2 separate regions of the Hordeum vulgare genome follow, and region 2 is linked to region 1. The links are chromatin contacts, called in public Hi-C maps. All regions are on one chromosome and are shown on one strand. The core of a region is the stretch at or near the end of the contact, and the rest is flanking DNA. Distances in the headings are between cores, read along the strand shown.

Region 1 (3,782 bases), core at 610-3,109:
TTCAATGTGCAGGTTTATTGCCTTCCAGATCAGCTACAACATCATCAGAACATCAAGGCAACAATTTTCCTTGTTGCTATGTAGCCTAGGATTGCATATCTAGACACTTAGTATGCAGCATATTGCTATATAGACTAGGGCATATAGATATGGCCCTAGTTAACCTCCCGATAAATGGGTTACCAATAAATTAAGTTAAATGGCCGATTCACCGATTAATCCCTACTCAGCACCCGACCGGTATGGTACCAGTTACCGATATCCTGAACATTGGTTACGATGCATGCCAGCAAGCACAGAAATATAAAATAATATCTGGAAGTAAACTATTGAGTCAAGTTCTTTCCTTGATTATAATCAAAGAAATTCTGATGTCTCAAATCAATACACAGCTTCTAAGGCAGCATACACACTAACAGAACACCGATTCTTAAAACGTCAAATGCTACATTGCTTTTTCCACTTGGTTATTTTGACTATCAGAACAGAACACACTCAAAGCAACACCATTTCCAGATTATTGCATTACAGTGATAAATCCACAAATTTAGTCATACCTTATTGGCTCATTGTGCAAACATTTGAATATTTGCCACTAAAAACTGTTACCAAGTAAATATTTACCGAACCAGGTGTTTACAGCACCACCATCAGAAAACATCAGAGGGTAGTAAAAGCTGCACGAATTCACATTTACAACTTACAATAGTCCTGCATTTAAATAGTTTACGCACAACTTCTTGTACCCAAGAATGGTATTCCATTATTCTATATTTTCAAGATAGTTCTTCGATTTCATGACATACTCTGCAGATATTTTCCTATTTTGCCTTGTCGGCATTATATGAGATCACTAGTCACTTAGCCAAATCTGCATCACACTATTCCTCTTACACCTACTACATCAATCACTTGCAACAAATCTACTCACATACGCAAGAATAATATAGATAGAAAGGGTTTACAACTTTTTAATAGATTAACATGTTTCTATGGTATATTAATGTGTGTTTTCCAAGTCTGCATATACACTATTTCTAACTTCTGCAATAGGAATGCAATTGCCCCCGTTACGTAAAAGTGCATGCTGACTGATGAACAGTGCATGGAAGCAAAAAAAAAATGGTCGAATAGTTTGGGTTTCTAAAGCAGTCAGGACAAGATCAATCACTAAGATCGCGATTTATATGATGCAGAGTTCACCTGCAACATTTTAAACCCATGCAGCCGGATCTCTGAAGCCTGATGCTTCCGAACCAATAGAAAAGATGTGCCCGCCAACGCTCGGACATCTCCACTTTTTACCTGCAATTGGCAGGTCTCATTGTCATGCCATTGGCCCCGAACAGCATTACATTTTTAGCAATGGAGCACTACAGTACCAAGTTTTTTCTTGGTATTACGGAAGATTAGAAAGGGTACTAAAAGTTTTTTCCTTAGTAATAACAGAAGAAATGTGCATTGGCAGCACCACCAACGTCACCACAGACACGGAAGCAACAACAAGCAGACATGTGCGCGAAACAGGGATTAGGAGGAGGACGGGGCTAAGCACGGACCGATTCGAGATAGGCGAAGGCGGCGTTACGGGCGTCGGGAGAGGATCGCCAGTCCATCACAGCGGAGATCGCCGTCGCCACGCAGGCCGCGGCAGAGTCCGCGGCCATCTCTGGATGAGGTATTCCTTCTGGAATGGAGGGGGGACTAGCGGGAGGTCGATGGCATTACCGTGCGGAGCCGGGGAGTGGTAGGGCAACGCCACGGCGCGGGGAGAGGGGGGAGGCTAGGGTTTTCGGTGTTCGTCGCGATGCGTTGCGTGGGGTTTTATGTGTGTGTGCGCAGCAGGACAGCAGCACTCGAGGGTCGCGGCGGTCGTGTGGCGCGTTTGCCTCGGATGCGTCGTTCGCTGGATGCGTGTCTTCTGGCCGGTGCGTGTTCTCTCGTTTAGGCCTCGTTTGCTACCCAGGTATTTGCACCTTATCTAGAGTATTTTACATGCTCGGTAAAAAAATCTCTGAAATTCTTCATAGCCCGTTTGTTACTGGTATTAGACCGGCCTATCCCTAAATTTACAAGTCTGAAATCCTCAATACCCGTGTAAGAGCAGACGCGAAGGGCAGCTCGCGAATTTCCTCCCTCCGTGACGGCGCCGCCTGCCCCCTCCGTCGTCGCCCCTTCGCTCCTCTCCACCGTTGCCCCTTCGCCCCTCTCCGTCGTCCGCCCTCCGTTCTCCGTCGTCCGCCCTCCACCCTCCGTCCGTCGTTCGTCGGCTTCGTCCAGGCCTCCTCAACCCTGTCCGTCGGTCCTGCCTCCTCAGCCCCTGCCGCCTCCGACGCCAGAACTCATTGCTCCGGTAACCTGGCATCTTCGCCGGTAAGGATTGGTTCCATCTCATCCCTCCCCTCTCCTCCCCCTTTTCTAGGGTTTCACTCGTTGGCATGCTAGCATTCTTGCTATTGTAGGCATGGTAGTATGAACCTCGAAAGGGATTGAATTTGTAATTCAGGTGAAGCTTTGAACGTTGGAACCCATGATATGACTGAGTAATTCAGGGTTGAGAACAGTTAATCTGCAGCGGTTTTTATCCCTTTTTGTTGGAAGCTGAAGCACGTTCGTGTGGCTCTTGGGAAGCTGGAGCAGGATCCCTGAAATGTGTGTGAAAGCTGAAGCAGGTTCATTTTGAACGCGTCGAAGTTTAAGCTGGGTGTACATACCGAAGCATGGGTTACAAGATCCTCCACTTGTTAGCCATGGAAATACCAACAACAGCTTTTTTTAAAATGTTGGAGTTGAAGGAGGAGGACAAGTTCACATGCATTACAGTGCAAAATGACTCGAGTCTGTACTGCCAGGGTCACCCTCTTTCTTTGATTATTGTAGAGTGGGTGCAAGGTGGCTCTAGTACTTGTGTTTGTAGGTGATGATTTCTCCAAATACATACATCGAATAAAAACCAAAGCCAAGTTGAGACTTGTGTTGCCAGGGTCACCCTCTTTCTTTTAGTCAGAGAAGATGCTATATATTTACATGTCGACACATGCTTTCTCAATTATGTTGATGTTAATAGCCAAGCAACTAGTGATGCAAATTTAGTCCCATGGACAAGATGTTGTTGTTAATAGCCAAGCTGCAACACAGCAATTTAGTTGGACTCTTAGGAAGGAAAATGTAGAGAAGTTCTGTGCAATTTGATAATGATGTTTTGTCATCAAATAAAAGGAAGGAAAATGTAGAGATGTTCTGTTTTATTCTGAATTAACATTCTCCAATTTGTAGTTGTCCTTGGATAGTTGTACTTGGATTATCTAAACCTTAGACCAGTTGTTTTGGGTTTTTATAGGTACCCGAGCCTTGGTTTATAGTGGGAGTGGACGAGCCGCCACCTTCGTGGGATCCCGTTAAGACGTCAAAGTTTGGTATGCCTTGTATTTACTAGGGCTTGTTAGCTCTCTAATTCTTGTTAGCTTTCTAATTCTTGTCATTGTTTCTTGATTGCTTCGGTATTAGTTTTGAAATGAAGTCACGGGGTCTAGATCATATTAGGAAGAGAAGAGAGGAAGATGATGATGAGATGGTCCTTTTCATCTTATTTCTTGGTTGTTTCCATTCCACTGATTCACTGGTAGCATTTTTGTTGTATTCATAACTCTTAACAACAATTAATCTCCATGATGATTCATATGTCTAAAAGGAATGTCGCAGGTTGATTTTGGTGTAAACATGCATTTCCTCCCCTTCCAGCAGATCTCATTATTTTTCTGTCCCATTCTGTGATTTCTCAT
Region 2 (3,782 bases), core at 527-3,026, 35 kb before region 1:
AAGCAAGGTTTTGAACTCCCATTGATGAAAGCCGACGATCGCCTTCAAGAATCTCCACTAGGGGACTCGAATAAACTCGTTTACTAGTGATCGGCCCTTGCGATAGTAGAACCACTATGATCGACGTGAAGACGCTATTGGCAAGCCTCCAACGTCACCAGCCAGAGTCAATGCCACGTACCCCCAACACAACACCTCACATCGTGACAGGCCACCCTGTCGGATCAGGACACCACAACCAAACCAAGCACCAACGACACCCTCTACCACGCGAGCCACTTCCCATACAAAGCCTACACCACCTCCATATATGGAGCAAGCCGAGCGACTCTGTCGCCTACAGCACCAACCAGCCAACCACCCCACAACCTACGACATCCAAACACATCATAGCCCTACCTCCTATTAGCTTGGTGCATGAGTGAGCCCCACAAGGAACAGCCACGCACCGCCATGAACGCGAGCCACATTCAAACACCAACAACAACAACATCAAGATGGAGGTCAGAGTGTGAGTGTGAGTTTTCACGATTTGAGGAGGGTTTTTTCTCTCTATTGTAACAAGCATTACCCACGTAGAGAGGAATATGTGTGTGTTGTATATAAATAAAGGACTTTCGATTTGGAAACACTCTTTAATGTCACTTTCGTTTTAGCTGGTCATGACCAAGAAACCATTGGCTTTGCTTGGTGGTAAATTTGCGGCTTCAATTCCTGCTGGATGCACGCGAAATGAGTTTGAACTCATGTTTAAACAAGGAAATGTACAATCTATCTTCTTATCCCGGGTTGAGATAAGGAGCCAATGGAGTTCGAGGTACCAATCGAATTTAATTGATTATATCACTCCGCATTACTATAAAAGGCAGCAGCTTACTTAGTAGCTCAACATATGAACTCTTGACCTCCTTATGCATTCATAGCATAAGACTTCACTACTCAATCTGCTTTATATACTCAACATCGATAACTCCAGCATTGTATACGTCATTAGTCTGATTCTTCGTAAGAACTACTCGTAATAACAAGCTTAAGTTTTTACTGGCAACTACATACAAGAATTTGCATCTTGGATAGGGTCAAACCTGCGCAGCATAAAAAACTTCTATAGAAAAGGAAAAAAGGACCTCTTACTAACAACAGCTCTTGGCATTACCGGGAGGACGTCTACCGGGTCAGCTGAAGGATAGTTGGTCAGTGGTAATTTTCCACCAGATACCACCCTGATTGATACGGGGCAACAATTGTGTATGCTTTATCGAGTGAACTAGGTCGGTGGGCACTTTCAGCATTCAGCCAAGGATGCTTTAGCAAGTGAACTAGGTTGGTGGGCACTTTCACCATTCAACCATGGATGCTTTACCGAGTGAACTATAGGCTGGCCGACGCTTTCACTTTCAGCCATGCATGCAACTTTTTGAAGAATTTTGCCTTTCCAAGTTGGTGGGCAATTTCACCATTCAGCCATGGATGCTTTAGCGAGTGAACTAGGTTTTATTTGACAGAGAAGTAGGTTTTTAGCAGTATTCCTTCTCAAGTTTCTATTTCTTCGGTTAAGATAGATCTGGAAAAGATGGAATACGAAGAACCGGAGAACAGCATGCATGGGAGAAGATTTAGGGAAAGGTGCCCACCTTTTAACGGGAGAAAGGACAAGTCATTAGAGCAAGCATACTTTACTGGGCGCAGACAATGTGAGTCACCGGTACAGATACAAGATACTATCATTACAGCCTGGACAATTAGACAGTCAACCCATAACTGCAACAGCCCAATTCAAATCTCCGCTTTCGCAATTAAAATAAATTAAAAAAGTCCTCTTTATGCCCACGTTTAGGCCTTATCGAGTCACACGTGGGGGGAGTGTTAAATTATTTGTGGATTGCCCAACCTTCCCCGTCCGTTCGATCTTTTGGTTATACTGGTTGGTGCATCAGATTTAAATAGCAAAGTCATCCAAAATAAGAGCAACAGTTATACTCCCTCCGTCCCAAAATTGTTGTCTTAGATTTATCTAGATATGAATGTATCTAGTCACATTTTAGTATTTAGATACTTTCATTTCTAGACAAATCTAAGACAAGAATTTTGGGACGGAGGGAGTATATACCATGGTTATTTACACCACGTAATTAGCTATAGCTTTGGTAGCACTCTGTTATGTATAGCATAAGAATCACTTCCAGGGTCTAAATACCTCTTGGAGAGGTAGGGACAGTTATCTAAGATATGATTCTCAAATAACATATTTTCATCAAGTAAATACTCTGTCATGATCTCAGAAAAAATACCTGTTTAGGTGCAGGATCTTTGTCTGATAGATAAAGATATATTTCTCGACAAAGTCCAATAAGCTCTGCACTCACAACGGCATTCAATTCAACAGATAAGCCCTGTATTATAGAAGAAAATAGATCCTTTCCAACAAACTGCCTCAGCTCAGCCCGGTTTGTTGCAACAGCAAGGTGAATCAATGCACCACAAAAGGGTATTACTTTAGTCACTGCTTCACTATCTGGCCAACTGAACACTTCAACAGTTATTCTCAAAGCAGGCAGGGCAGTGCCAGCATTAAGCATAAGAAATCTGTGAATGATTAGTACCAGTCAGTCTTTGTTCATTTGTTGAGATGTTACTCGATGAAATTTAAGAACTAAGGTAAACACATATATGAGGCAGGAAAATTTTCCAGTACCCAGTAAGAGAGCTGGAAGCAAATGACTCCAGACTTTTAAGAGAAAAATCAATCCGGTTGACAGGTCCAAGTTGTTCCAAAGATGGAAGTCCACTATTCAAACCAGGTAATGCTAACACCCAAAGCACAGAACAAATTTCACGAGTCAAGTCCCGTAACAGCTTCTCTTCCATCACCTCAACCTTAAGTTCTGACCCAGAAAGATTACCGAAGTTATCAGGAACCTTAGCTCGGCCCTCACGTAGAAGACTTGACCATGAATAATCAAGAGCTTGCTGACAGTGAACGAATATTGGTTGCAGAAGGTTCACTGTCCATATCTGCCATAGTTCAGCAGGGCAATATTTAACCAAAGGAACAACAGCAAGGTGCATGAGTTGGCGCAAATGACGAAACTCCATAACTTGCACATTCTCCATAAGAGCAAGGATGACAGAGGAACCATCTATGCATCGGAAAAATGCTTCACCAAGAGTAGCTGCTAATCCTATAAGATTGTACCTGTAGTATGGTATTCTCACTTGGGTCAAACATAGATTACAGGAGCAATGACTACTTAACATGCAAGATGAAAATTTCTGCAAAGTGTAGCTCAACCGTTCTTGAGTCATCAAGGATTATCAGAATATCAAATTGATGAACAATATAGGTGGTACCAATAATGCTCTTTGAGATTGAACGAGGATTCAACAGAACTTCAAAAATACTAAGTGAATATTTGCGGTACTCCAATTAAGAATCCTTACCCACTGTCACGGACGCCTCGTAACCAGTTTCTTATGTTATTTTCCTTAGACTCTCCCTCCCTTTGAAGATCCAGTAATCCATCAGCAGGTGCAACCTGGCCCTTGGTGAGTTTACTTGTCTCTCCCAGTAGACTGGCCTGCTCCGAGATAGTCATGCTTTTGGCCGCTTTGATTTCTCCTGTCAGCGACTGAGCAAATGGCTCGGCCCAAAGTGCATGTATACATCTCAGCAGCTGAAGATTGTGCAACAAAAGGGAAACAGAAAGTATCAGATTAGCCTATGTATAATGGCTAAAGAGAAGTTAATGAAAATCAGGCGAAAAGCATGTATAGTCAGCCAT

What was found. Hi-C and Micro-C count contacts between places; a contact is called where the count stands out from the background.
Region 2: a Hi-C map of leaf shows a contact between it and region 1, with 1.7 times the contacts expected there. The contact joins the enhancer-like site here to the promoter of LOC123443675 in region 1. A contact is called at or near these places in 4 of 6 Hi-C or Micro-C datasets (leaf and seedling).

Annotation. Positions count from the first base shown.
Region 1 is chr3H:292,279,214-292,282,995 of MorexV3_pseudomolecules_assembly, reverse strand. It overlaps LOC123443675 (protein HASTY 1), which reads right to left and starts at 1,859. Exons shown (of 22, transcript XM_045120171.1): 1 at 1,560-1,859; 2 at 1,204-1,305. The coding sequence starts at 1,667.
Region 2 is chr3H:292,314,270-292,318,051 of MorexV3_pseudomolecules_assembly, reverse strand. It overlaps LOC123443675 (protein HASTY 1), which reads right to left. Exons shown (of 22, transcript XM_045120171.1): 18 at 3,442-3,674; 19 at 2,696-3,196; 20 at 2,292-2,586. Among protein-coding and RNA genes, the nearest start is that of LOC123443675, 35 kb to the right of the region's middle. Within about 2 kb of position 1,776, at least 1 of the 3 cell types and tissues checked has open chromatin away from gene starts, as enhancers often do. A contact at or near this core is called in leaf, where this site is marked.